2 separate regions of the Mus musculus genome follow, and region 2 is linked to region 1. The links are chromatin contacts, called in public HiChIP or PLAC-seq maps. All regions are on one chromosome and are shown on one strand. The core of a region is the stretch at or near the end of the contact, and the rest is flanking DNA. Distances in the headings are between cores, read along the strand shown. Region 1 overlaps Gpr89 (G protein-coupled receptor 89). Region 2 overlaps Bcl9 (B cell CLL/lymphoma 9).

Evidence for each region. HiChIP or PLAC-seq counts read pairs in DNA pulled down with a chosen protein or histone mark.
Region 2: a contact with region 1 is called in an H3K4me3 HiChIP or PLAC-seq map of bone marrow-derived macrophages, with 4 times the contacts expected there. The contact joins two enhancer-like sites. A contact is called at or near these places in 1 of 115 datasets of contacts at active chromatin or transcription factors (bone marrow-derived macrophages) and 2 of 9 other capture datasets (adipose tissue and embryonic stem cells).

The regions. Positions count from the first base shown.
Region 1 is chr3:96,881,351-96,887,991 of GRCm38.p6, forward strand. It overlaps Gpr89 (G protein-coupled receptor 89), which reads right to left. Exons shown (of 14, transcript NM_026229.4): 8 at 1,169-1,278. Among named protein-coding and RNA genes, the nearest start is that of Gpr89, 21 kb to the right of the region's middle. Within about 2 kb of position 2,356, at least 37 of the 459 cell types and tissues checked have an H3K27ac peak or open chromatin away from gene starts, as enhancers often do. A contact at or near this core is called in bone marrow-derived macrophages, where this site is marked.
Region 2 is chr3:97,199,889-97,206,529 of GRCm38.p6, forward strand. It overlaps Bcl9 (B cell CLL/lymphoma 9), which reads right to left. Exons shown (of 10, transcript NM_029933.4): 10 at 3,774-6,089. The coding sequence ends at 4,972. Among named protein-coding and RNA genes, the nearest start is that of Bcl9, 24 kb to the right of the region's middle. Within about 2 kb of position 4,188, at least 66 of the 459 cell types and tissues checked have an H3K27ac peak or open chromatin away from gene starts, as enhancers often do. A contact at or near this core is called in bone marrow-derived macrophages, where this site is marked.

The sequences.
Region 1 (6,641 bases), core at 1,106-3,605:
GCTAAAAACTCCATACTTTGTTGATACCAACCTACACTTGGGTTTTTAAGAATTTTAAAGTAATAAAGATAGTAAGATAGATAGTCCCAGTAATTCAAATCTTCCTCCCTTTGTGAAATTAGCAAGTACCCTTCAGGTCCTCCCCTCAACAGTGGCTACCAGCCAGGCCGAGCTGCTCTTGAGAGGTTATGCTTCCAGTCCTGTCACTTAGACTCTTCCTGGAAACAGGAGACAGAGCACTGCTGCAGGGTACTTGTTTTCTCTAAAGAGAGGGTGGATTTTGCTGTTAATTGTCTGTATGTGTGGGGGCGCATATGCAGACGAGTGTGGGAGCCCTCAGAAGGCAGCTCCCTAGGACTGGGGCACCTATGAGTCACCTGATACATGTGCAAGAGCAGGCCCCTCTCCGAGCCTCTGAGCCGTCTCTCCAGCCCCCATGACTCCTTTTCCTTTCTCTGCCACAGTCACCTGGCTTTCTCTGTCTGATTCTTATCTATAGCCACGTCAGAATGGTGTCCGGATCCATCACAATAGCCTGCATCCTTCTCCAACTGACTTAACTGGTGACAGAGACAGAAGAACATCTCAGCCCTGACAGCCTGTGGGAGGGGACGGGAGAAGAGGGAGAAACACACAGGCTTGGTTTTCTCTATGTGGAACTAGTCAGCCTCCAAACCAGCAGGGCCAGGAACAATCCAGTAACCAGGTTGCCCTGTTTTATTTATTTTTTTTAAGGGGGGGGGGGGTGGAGCTGCTTGAAATCTGTGTGGCATTAACTGGGTTAGGAATGGAACCTTGCCACCACACTGTTGTAGGGAGTCACTGTGCTTTGTGGTCTTGCATCTGTGGGTGACAGAACAGCACAGCGGAACAAGTTATGAAGCTGAGGCCATAGTTCTGTTCCTACACTTGCCACAAACCACCGTGTGACTTCACCTCTCTGGGTCTATTTTCTCATCTGTGAAATGGAAAGAATGATCTGATAGGTTCGCTCCAGCTCAGAGACAACGCTTCTGCAGTTAGGTACAAGTGTAGGGAAGATGACGTGCCCACTGGACCTCCTAGCCCAGTGCTGGCTGGCCCTGATGCAGCCAGGCACCCTAGAGGGGACTGACTCAGCCCCTGGTGCAGAGTGGAGGAGAAGAGCCAAGAAGAAGGTAAAGGATACTTTCACTTCCCGGGGCTGAGGCAGTAACGCTCTTCAGCATGCCCCAGAGTCCCGACGGCTTGTTCTGCACATCCCCTCTCTGGAACATGGTTCTCCGTGCCACGGCCATTCTGCAATACAGAACACAGAAGCCTGAGCAAAGAACTGGGACTTGCAGCCTCATCTCCCACCGTCCTGAGTCACAGCTATGTCTCCACTGGTTCAGAAGTTACACAGAAGACAACATTTCCAGAGGCTGCGTGGCCTGGCCCGGGGAACAGAATATAGAGTAGGCAATACATCTGAGGTCTGGCTCTGCCACCTGGAAGCTGAGAGACCCACAGTTTACTTTCTCACTCTGGGTGGTTGTAAAGAATAAGGAAATACCACTGTCATCCATCCTTGCCATATGCTAATATCATTTAGAGAACAAAGTGGCTAACAATTCTATAAAGAACCAGGCACAGAGGAGGGACACAAGGAAAAGCAGACCACAGAAAGGAAACAGGAAGTTCACACAGACAGGGCCTTAACTCACTGCAGTCCACCTCTTGCCATGACTGTCATGGCGCTACTGCTGGACAGGGTGCATCTGTGGGTGCTCCTCCTATCTGTGGAGCACTCAGGGGCATCGTGACAGCTGATGGCAAGTTCTAGTCTGCCCAGAGTATTAAGAGCAAGGTCCTTGTGAGCTTAGAAGACACACATGATTACTTGAAGAGTGCAATGGGCCTAAAACCAACCAGGACAAATCTAGCACAGGTAGGAGAGCAAGCTACAGAGAAATTCATGGTGGACATTTTTGGGTGACAAGAGACAAAAATGGGGATGAGGAAGCAGCAGCATTGGCATCATGTCTGCAACAAATGGTACCAGGTGACAAGGGCCAGATGGCATTTCTGTGGGCTAAATTCTTAAAGCATCAGTTAAAAGGTCACTCGTAACAAAGAGTGTTAGGCATATTCATTTTGGTGACGGAAACAGTTCCCTTTTCAGTGAGCGCTGCCTGGATAAGGTACAAATCAAACAGCCACAAGCTTGTGCTGCCTTCCCTGACACGGTCCCTCCAACTCGGCATTTTGGGAAGTCGTGAAAAAAGAACCAAGGAAAGGCTCCGAGCCACGACTCCGTCAGTTTCTAAGGGGAACTTGGGACGAGCATGTGAGGGGGTTCTGGGCTGTGCAGTTCTTGGCTCAACACCTGGGATTACCAGCAAAGCAGCTCAAAGGGGAGCACGGAAGCCACTTCTATCCTCCTAGCCAATACTAAAGGCTGCGGTGTGGCGCTGGCTGCCTATGTGAAGGCGTGAGGTATCATGCTCTCTCTCAGCAGATAGACAAATGGAGTAACCAGAGTGAAAGTTGGCTGGACACACACAAATTACCCCGGTTTTAGACAATTTACTTTCACTTTTGATTTTAATCACCTAATTTTAAGCCAGTTTTGCTTTTGGCAAATAAGCTGCAGACAAAAATAGACATGCGCTTAAGTAGAAAAGATGAGCAGCAGCTAACTTTCTGCGATGCACTTTTACAACACACTCAAACACACACACACAAGGGCAGGAGCCACTTTCACCTTCAATTTCCCCATTGCTTCTTCCTAAGATCATCTTGTAACAAGAAAAGAGCTATGTGCTGTGGGCTGGGTGTCATTTAAAAATTCCTAATACAGCTGGGTGATGGTGGCACACACCTTTAATCCCAGCACTTGGGAGGTAGAGGCAGGCAGAGCTCCCGAGTTCTGGAACTATCATTAGTTTGGGGCTTCTATGAATAAAGCTGATAAAAACAGTTCTGGAACCAACTTCCTATGAATATAAAAATTGTATTTTGCTGCATAAACACCCAGTATAATTTCTGGTTGGATACTGGCATATTTAGTTTTTAAGGAGAGCTAGATTGTATTCTAGTTATTCTACCATCCTACATCTGCATCTTTACCAACCAGCACTTCACGTCATCATCATTAAAAGGCTGTGTGTGTGTGTGCACGTAGGTGTCTGTGGGGTCCAGAAGAGGGTGTCAGATTCCTTGGAGCTGAAGTACAGGGGTTATGTGCTGTCTGACATGAGTGACAGGAAGTAAGCACAGGCCCTATGCAATCACAACACGTGCTTGTAGCTGTTGAGCCCTGTCTCCAGCATCCCTTCCTCGCCCGTCACTGATTTTGAGGCATCCCGACTGTACAGTAACCTTATGGTGGTCGATACTGTTGACATACAATTTCCATCTGTATGAACCCCTGTGTTTCCATAATCCCAATGCCTTCCAATCCCCCTCCCCACATACATTCTGATTGTACTGTTATTTTCATGTGAGTTTTGGAAGTTTTTCCTTTTTCCAGGTCTATTTAGCAATCTCTTCTCAAACACTCCCTCCTTTTCTACAGCTTGTCTTTCCTCATTCTTTACACACTCCTCTGCAAACAAGTCTTAATTTTGATGACGTCCAGTGTATTCATATTTTGTTGTCTGAACTGTATTTTGGGGATTCTATTTTTTGCCTAGCTCTAGATCTCAAAGATTCTTTCCCTAAAGGTTCTGTAGTTTTACCCTTTATATCTAAGTTCAAGGTCTGTTTTGAATTCATCTTTCTACATGACACTTATAATTGTTTTTTTTTATTATTATTTTTGGAGGAGGAAAAGTCTATGGATTTACCATTTCAGGATCATTTAGTAAAATACCCTTTTCCACGGAACTTTTTAAAGTTTGCCTGGCCTAGTAGAAGGCCAGTTCTATAGAACACAGAACTGGTACCTAGCATGGGGCAGATATCTGGCTGGTATGTCATAAACATTTCAGGATACACTAGATGGCAAACACTGTGTAAAAGTCTGTGGAGGGGTGAGTAGGCTGAGCAGCTCTGAGGAGGTTTCAGTCAGAGATCTACTTTTTCAGCCCCGCTCAAGGCCAGGATGGAACCATCTGAGGTTTGAATCTTCTCAGGACAGGGCTGGTCTGGACAAGACTTCTCAGAGCTAGTTCCATGTGAATCCTTTCTATTGCCTGGGAATCAGCTGAAGAGCCAGAAACCTGGATGAAAACTACCCAGGAATTCACAGCACTGAGAGCAACGGCCCTGGATAGACTATGCCTTTGAAGAAATATGCATGGATCTACTCAAACCAGCATCGTCAAGGTAAAGGACATAACTATAGTCTGGCCATGGGGTTCCGGCATTGTCTCAGGAGGAACCTAATCTGGCTAAAGTTTATTTTTTCCTTTTGCTCTTTTCTATTTAACTTTTTATTCTTTGTGAATTTCATATCATGTACCCCAATCCTACTCATCTCCCCAGCTCTCTGTACCTGCCCTCTGCCCTTGCAACCTCCCTCCCAAAAGGAAAAAAAATCTCATTGTGGGAGCGGTGGTGTGTCACAGTGTGTCCCACAGTACACCCTTTTGTCCACACTTCTTTACTTGCAAATATTCACTGTAATGAGTTACTGGTCTGGTTAGAGGCCTCTTGCAACTGCTACACTATCAATACTGGATCTTCACCAGGACTCTTCTGAGATATCCTACTGTTGCCCTGTGTCACTGAGATTCTGCAGCTTTGGATCTGCAGGATTGGCCCTTCACATGCTCCAGCAGTTCATAGATGGGGCAGAGGTTGGGGTGGGCCAGCTGAGAGCCCTGGATCTGGACCTGGGTGGTAGCTGAGCTAGTCAACCTGCACCCATACCACCAGGGCAAGATCTCCAGCACTGTTCCGGCTAGCTCACCCAATGCCACAGCTGGCAAGGGGCAGGGCCAACTCTCCTACTCTCATGCCCTTGGGAACAGCTCACACCCCCTTCCCTGACCCCACTACTACCAGTGTCAGCTCTACTGCGCTGCCCAGGTGAGGTACAGGGTCCACTCTCTCCAGTGCTGCACTGGCTAAAGTTTTGTCATCTGGACCCATTTGGAGTTAGTTTCTTTCTTTTTTTCTTTTTTAGTTTTCTGAGACAAGGCTTCTCTATGTAGCCTTGACTGTCCTGGAAACTCACTTTGTAGAACAGGCTGACCTTGAACTCAGAGATCAGATACCTGCCCCTGCCTCCTAAGGGCTGGGATTATAGGTGTTCATTGCCACCATCTGGTGGTTGGAGTTACTTTCTATTGCCTGATTTGTATGCTGAAATGCTCAGCTTCATTGTTTCACAGCCAAGTTAGGGTTTGGGTGGACAGGTATGTGTGACTGTGGAATCCTCTTCTCAGAGTACTGTACAGTCTCCCTACAAGATGCCCAGCTCACCTGCAGCAGCCACCTCTGCACAGGTCCACCTCTGAGCTCCTTTAGCTGGCTGCCCTAAGGCCTCCTAGAGCCTCCATGAAATCAGTGCTTAAATAAGGACATCATCACCTGATTCTGTAGCCACACTTCAGGACTCACTCGCTGGCGTTACTCTCCTTATGGGAGCTCTCCTAAACTTCTGATCCCTGCACCACTCCTGAGTTCTACCTTCTGACAGCTCCTGTCACAAGTGTGTGGCCAGCATGCACAACCTGGGGCAGTCACTCAAAGGCAGAGGGAACCTGGAAACCCAAGCAGCATGTGCCAATCAGTCTTAACAAGCATCTCGGGCTCTTTGGTGCTTCTGTGTGTACATTCTGCTGTGTGGCGAGGTGAGATCTGCTTGGAACTGACATTTAAATTGTGGATCTTGGCCCTCTAGCATCCTGGGATTTCAACACCTCACCCTTGATTCCCAGGTATTCTGCTAATCTGAACGCCATGGAACAACTTATGACAATCCAGAAACTTCTAGCAGTTACTTCATATATATATATTTTTACCTGCTTCTGCTCATTTTCCAGTGACTCCAAATGCTCATCTTTAAGATCCTCTGCAGAAGCAATTGCTCAACTCTCACTGACAGCCCCCCAATTTTCCTCCATGGCTGATTGGAAGCTCGAGGGCTGGTTCTTAAATTTCACTCAGAATGCATTGTCCCCATCTGGATCAGTTTAAAGGACCGCTTAACTGCACCTGACTGGAGGTAGAAGTTAAGCCTTTTCCTCCCAGGTTCCGTGTATATTCCACCCTGCCCATCCTGTCCACAACAGATACTGTTCTTGCAGGCCACTGTGCTGAAATCTAAAATGGGTTCTGGTCACCACTCCTCCCAGCTATGGACACTTGCCAAAAGGTTATTCTACCCTGTGCTAACTGGGAGGGCTCCGTGTGTGAGCTGTTTGTATGTCCCGTTAGCCCCACTAGAAGAGGCCGTGCTGATCAAGTCCAGCTGGGAGACCAATTCCTCTGAGAGCCTAGCTAGTCAAGTGACTCGCAGAGGGACCCAACCACCCTTGATTCTGACAGACAAGAACTGGTGGGTGATGTGCCTGAGTCAGAGCCAATTCCTAACCATAGCTAGTATAAGATGGGCAAGAGGGTCCATCTACAACAGCCTCAGGTCTGATTCTACCTCAAATGTCAGGTGTGTCTTTTCATTTATAGAAGAAATATCACAAAAGCAAGAACAACCTTGGGGACAAAAATAA
Region 2 (6,641 bases), core at 2,938-5,437, 320 kb after region 1:
GGACTTTACTCTCCCAGCAGGACTCTAACTTCTGCTTTGACACCCTGGGGCATCTCATAATTGTTCAGGGGCCCTGAAGAAGTATTTTTGCAGAGACACCTGTTCTTTTGTGCTTGGTGAGATAACTCAGCTTTCCCAGGCTTTAAATCTGTGTGAGGGAGGCAGTGACTTCTGCACCCACCAGGGCTTGTAGGCTTTCGGATACTCACCTTCTCTAGCAGTGTGGCTTCCAAGCACGGTTAAGTACTGAGTCGGAAAGCTAAGAGCTGAAGTGTGGTCACCCACACAGAGGCAGAAGGCACTCCTGTCTGACAGGAGCCCTGACAGGCGCAGTAGGCAGAGGAAAGTACCTTTCATTATGATCCTTATAGTGCAGCTCCCTGTATTTTCCCGGTTAGCTCCCTCCAATAAGAAACGTCTACAAACTAGATTCTGCTCATTATTCACGATCTGCTTTAAATGTGTTATTTTTGAGTCTACCAAGAAATTAAGGTTCTAGTGACTTTCTTAAAAATAAGTTTATGACTTTGAAACAATTACAGAAGAACTAGGAACGACAGAGTCAATACTGATGCAGAACTTAGGAAATCTGCCTTTTTAAGCAGAGGAGAGTAGCTTAGGGTTGTACATGGGTGTTTACCCGTCTTCCCGTGGCTCCCTTCCCCCACCCAGCCTGTCTCCCACACTCCACTTTATGTACTTCTGAAGCCAATCCAATTACCTGATTTCCCTGCTTAAAACGTTTTACGTATGGTGCTGGGCATCAAACCCTAGCCTTGTGAGGTCAAGTAAGTTTAGGACACTACCTGCAAGGCTTCCTTGCTTAAAATTTAAGTTCCAAGTCCTAGAGGGCCACACCAGGCTCTGCGTGATCCAGCCCCTCTCTCGGAGCATTTTCTCTACGCCTGTCTTCCTTCAAAGAGGCTCTTGCTGTTCTGCTCTCTTCCACCTGTCTTCCAGGAAGCCTCCCTCCTTCCAGAGTCAGTTCAAAGATCACCCTTCGTTTGAAGAAACTTCCTTTCCGGCTGCTTGTTCTTTTCTGTTCCCACTTCTCTGCAGTAGCCACCAGGTCGTATTGTAACCGACTCACAGTTTCTTTATCCTGGGCTCAGCACAATCCCTGACACACACAGTAGGTGCTCTATCAGTGTCGGCTGAGCAAATGAATCTTCCCCTTAAGGCTAACTCCCTTCTCCTTTCAGCACTTTCAAAGCACCCAGAAAAGGAAGAAAAAGAAACCACTAACACAGGCAACATTCAAATGCAACACAGAAGCCATCTTTCCCAGGGTGCCTGGAGCTGCTGCTAAGAGAATAATCATGGGAGCACGACCCATACCGCTATGGAGCACCGTGACTTTACTTAGCTACCACAGTCACAGTCACCTAAATAGTCTGTGGAGCCCAGGGAGAAACAGAAGCACGGGACCTCTATATCGAGAGTGCTGAAGTGATAGCCCCCTCATTGAACTATGCTGAGGCCCCATCTAGTCTACCTGAACAGGTGATCCATCCCAGAAGCCAACCTTGACAAATGCCATTGAACTGAATTTATAGCATTATGTGACAATGAGGAAGGATGGGAGAAAAGGATCAACTGTTTCAAAAGCAGCTTCAAACATTGAAATTGTTTACAGATTAGCTTTAGCCTGGGGGCATAGAGCTTAATCGTAGATCACCCATGTTTAATCCCTTTGTTTAAATTTCTCATGCCACACCCTACATTAGAAGACTAAAGTTATATATTTGCATATTTCCATTTCTAGCTATAGGCTTGTTTTAGATCACATTATTTTGGAGAAAATGCTGCACGGTCCTTACCAACCCTTAAAGCCAGCACAGCACCGCACCCCACTTAGTCCTGAAAGTAACAAGCTATGATTTCATTTTCTCCATGAAACCCAAACTGTTTGGGTGGAGAAACTAGCTGAGCCTTTACTACGTCACTATCCCATCTTTGCCCCTCCTTATTAAAAGCATTACATTGTTAAGTTTTCCATGCACCCACACTCAATCTCTCAAAAGTGTGATTTTTATGTCGATCCTATTAACTTACCAATTACATCTAAAGCTCACATAAATTTGGCTTAGCAGAGGTTCTTGGGATGGACTGCGGCTGAGGGATGCTGATGAGGAACAAGGAAGGCTTCCAAGTCCTAAGAAAACATAAGAAATGGGAAGGCTGACCTGCGCTACTCCAAGTTCTCCAGCAGGGGGCTGCAAGGCAGGAGTGACACACCCATGGTTCCCCAGCAGGCTGTGGCTGTCTCCACACCTCTTGCTGCCCCTCCAAGTGAACACTGGCTTTTAGATCAACTCCCTCCCTACCTGGGCTAGTAGCCATGGGACCCAATTCCACGGTGACTGCAATGCCAGTATCAGCAGTAAGGTGTGGGGCTGCCCCAGCCCGACCAGCTGGCCTGTCTCTTGGGGGTTTCATCTCACGTTCCTCATGCTTTTTACCCTGTTCTGTGCTACACAATTCAGGGCCAGAAACATCAGAGACCAGGGCAGCTACATCCATGAGTCGTGATCATGGATTCCGGCCTACTGTCTCTATGACACAAAATGTGTTATCCAGTATCAACAGAGTAGATCAAAATAAGTCTCTTCTTAAACTTGTGGGCTCTACTACCCTGACCGTAAAGGTGATTATCGTATATTTCACAGATCCTCTTAAGGAAAGCACACACCAAGGGGACTGGCAGCGTGGATCTCCCAGTGTGCACATCCACTTTTTTGTTGTTTGGGGCTCCTGAGCAGACAGACATGACAGGCGAAGATGAAAGCAGCTCTCAGAACCATTTGTCAGAGAGAGAGAGAGCCACATTCACAGGCAACAGTGTGTGAAACAGCAGCCAAGTCTAATTTGTCCAGGTCTGACTCCGCACCTGCTGCTCCTGGCTCAGCATCTCACCTGAGAACAGACATGCACACAGACACAGCATCTCACCTGAGAACAGACATGCACACAGACACCCTCTTGCTGAGTTCCACGCACAGACAACTCAAAAGGAGTACACTCACCAGAACAAATCAGCTGTGCAGGGACACAGCACCGAGTACCTCAATGCATGACTTGTAGGATAGACATCAATGTGTTGGGGAGCCATATGTGGTTAGCAGAGGTGACCAGGGGCAGGCTGGGGTGGAGGGTGGGCAGAAAAGACCACAGTCGCATGGACAGTCAAAACACAGGATGTGTAGGTGTGGTAATATTTTATGTCAGGAAGATCCAGGGAGGTCTCAGAGCTTATTTAAATAACTTAAGATCTATGTTGGCCTTCCTAGTTGATTTATACCATTTTGCTGGCTCTCATGAAGGAACCTAACGAAGGCCAGCTCTTGCTCTAGAGCAGTGGTTACCCTCCCAAGGGTCAGATAACCCTATCGTAGGGACTCATTTAAGACTGTTGGAAAACAGATTCATAACAGTAGCAAAATTAAATGAAGTAGCAACAACAAAGATAATTTTACTGTTGGTGCCACAATGTGAGGAACTGTGTTAAAGGGTCACTGTGTTAGGAAGGTTGGGAACCACTGCTCTAGAGGGGAAGATCAGCTGTGAGGAAGGCTTGCTTTTCTGCTGTGATGGATTCCAGAGAAGGGAGCAACTCTACAAGGAAGGGTCGCTGACAGCAAGGTATGCTCTCAAGAGTGCCCCTCTCCTTCCCCATCTCTACAGCCAGCTCCAGTATTAGGACTCCAGTCATATAGTAACCAATGGCCCTGATACGAAGTGAACAGGAAGCCAAGGCACAAAAAGGCAGTTCTGTTTTGTAAGAAACAATATATTTATTTTTCTGACACCACAGCTCTGGTGAGTGGTTTTGTACCAAATTTAATGAAGATTACACAGAACGTTTCACGCATGGGAAGAGGGAGGGAAGGGAAGGAACACAAAATTTAAAACAAAAACAAAATCCTGGATAGCTTTTAGCATCGGTTCCATTCCCACACATTAATAAAATTCACTTGGGAATTCCTAAGAAAAGGAGAACAAGAAACAAGGCGGGCAAGGAAGAGTACACCAGGGCGGGGAGGGCAGGGAGGGACAAGAGGCCAGAGGGCATCCGAGGCAGGGGCGAGGCTTCAGGGAGAACCCCAGAGAGCCTGGGTATTGCAGCTGCCAAGGGGAAGAAGAGAGGGGAAAGCAGAGGGCCACCAGCGGGGTCACAGGAAGGAAACACACGTAACCAAGGAACTGAAGGAGGAGAGAGAGGAAACCGTGAGGGCGGGCAGGTTGTACACTGGAGACAGACCGTGCTGAGGAGCACGTGAACCGAAGAACAAACGTCCCAAGCTTCAGTATTTTTAAAAAGAAAAATGTCCCCCCTCCCCCCACCCCTCGCTGAACTCAGTTCCTTTTTTTGTGCTTTTCGTTAATACTCTGCTCTGAGGTCGTAGTTTGGTTTTTCTATACACTGGAGTTGAAAGAAAATAGTCCAAGGTCTGAAGATGGATTCTCCATCGAAAGTAAACAGCCCAGCATTCCTGTTCTCCTCTTGCCCCAAAGACTAAAGTCTCTGCTAAAATCCCTTTTACAATATAGTACAGTACACACATACACACAAAATAAAGCCCAAATCAAAAGTAAAAAAAAAAAACCAGAAAAGAATCCTGGGAGAAGCCAGTCCAAAGGACGTAAACACAGAACGGTGCAACACATGACCGATGGCAATTCTCAAACACGGCTACAGACTCCCAAAAGTAGGTGCCGTCACGGGATCCCCATGTCCACAAAAATAATTTTTAAAAAATAAATCTTAAAAAAACACACCTGTTGATTAAATGAATAATTTGTTTTCCGGTAAATCCATACATTCTTGGTTCCCTCCTCCCTCAAAGCAGCCCCGGGTCCCTCTTCTCCTATTGCATGACCAACAGTAAGGACTCCTGGAACTCCATCAAAGCAGCTCACAGGACCTGGAATCTCATCTTGACAAGGATCGGCACATCCAATCGTAGCAGCTTAAAACATCATGTTTCCTGGGTTACCAGGTCCTTGGCTAAACCCACCCATGCCCACATCAGCAGCCATGCCCCGGGGCCTCATTTGTGGGGGAATCATGATGTTCTGTTGGGGTCCCATCATGCCTTGCATGGACATCATCATGCCTGGAGAACCCACAGGCCCTGGGTGGGTATAGAGCCCAGCAGGCCCCCGATCCTTGCCAGGAATCATGCCCACAGCAGCAGCTGGATTGGTCATCAGGGTGGCTGGGCCGGGCACTGTGGATTGTGCTGGTGACATCATCCGGTGGTGAGGTCCCATCATGCCTTGCTGGAGAAAGGCTGGTGGTCTCATTGGGTTGTGGCCTGGCATGGATGGAGATGTACCAAGAGGAATGTCTGGAGTTCCTACTGGCCCGGGGCCTCCCATGCCAGGTAATGCTAACCCCATTCTTGGGGCTTGATCGCTCATCATCCCCTGCATGTGTGAAAACCCAGGCCCAGGACCTTGTGGCTGTTTGCGGCCGGGGACTTCCCCTCGAGGGAAATACTGCAGTGTCTGGCTGGGCTTCTCCGATGGGATAATGCGGGAGAGATCAAACTCAGGTATTCCGGTGGCTCCAGGTCGGATTACCTCCTGCAGATCTGGGTCTGTAAACACGGAGGGCATGCTGTTCCCCAGGACAGTGAAGGAGTCAGGAGCCCCTGGGCCTCCAGGCTTGCAAAGTGCTGGATCTGCTGAACTTTGGGGCAGGTTGCTGGGACGACCAAGGGGTCCTTCTCCTGGGAAACCTATCCCTCCTGGGAAGTTACCTTGTCCCCCAGTGGGGCCATTGTGAGGGAATGGAACCTGCTGAGGAGGAGACTGTACTGGAGGGAAGCCCTGGGGGAAGCCCATCCGTCCTTGAGGTACCATTGGAGGCTCCTGGGACCCATGTCCCATGATAGGATTGTGTGACATCAAGCCAGGCCCCATTGGGACCCCATGAGGAGGTATGCTGGGTCCCATGGCATTAGGAGAGGGCATCTGATTGGAGTGAGAAAGTGGCTGGGTCATTCCCATCGGGCTGAGGGTTGGCATCGGAACCACAGGGTTTGGACCTGAAATTCGAGGATTCTGTGTATTAATGCCCATTCCTAGAAAAATAAAGACATCAAAGGAATCAACTCAACCAAAAGCAACTCGCAAAAATGATAATGAATCACACATTAGCAAAAAATTATTATGCATCAAATGTGCATTGTGTTGGGAAAATACATATACGCTGTCACCAAAAGTTTGTGACACTCTTGGAGGCACACAGTCCAGTAGCACCAGGAAGCAGACAACATATCACCAAGCCTTTAACTGTATGACTAAAGATAGCAAGGAATACATTTCCTCTGAAAAGGTCTTAGTTAAATTTCAAATGAGCATGGTCTTCTTCATTGGAGACAGTTCATACAGAAGAGGATTTGTTTGGGTGGCACAAGTGCAGCCTACTCTGGATAAAGGACTGGTTGAGTCTCTTAAGTTCAAGTAGCACAAATATCAAGAAGGAACTCAAACAGGTCTTTTTTTTTCTCCTTCAAGTGGACTTTTGTATTGTTTCACATTGCCGTAAAAAGGGTCTCAAAGCTCCAGGTTGTAAAACTGTTAAAGAAGCAGTAACGTCCAATGGATAAGGAACACTTGGAGTCCTGCTGCAG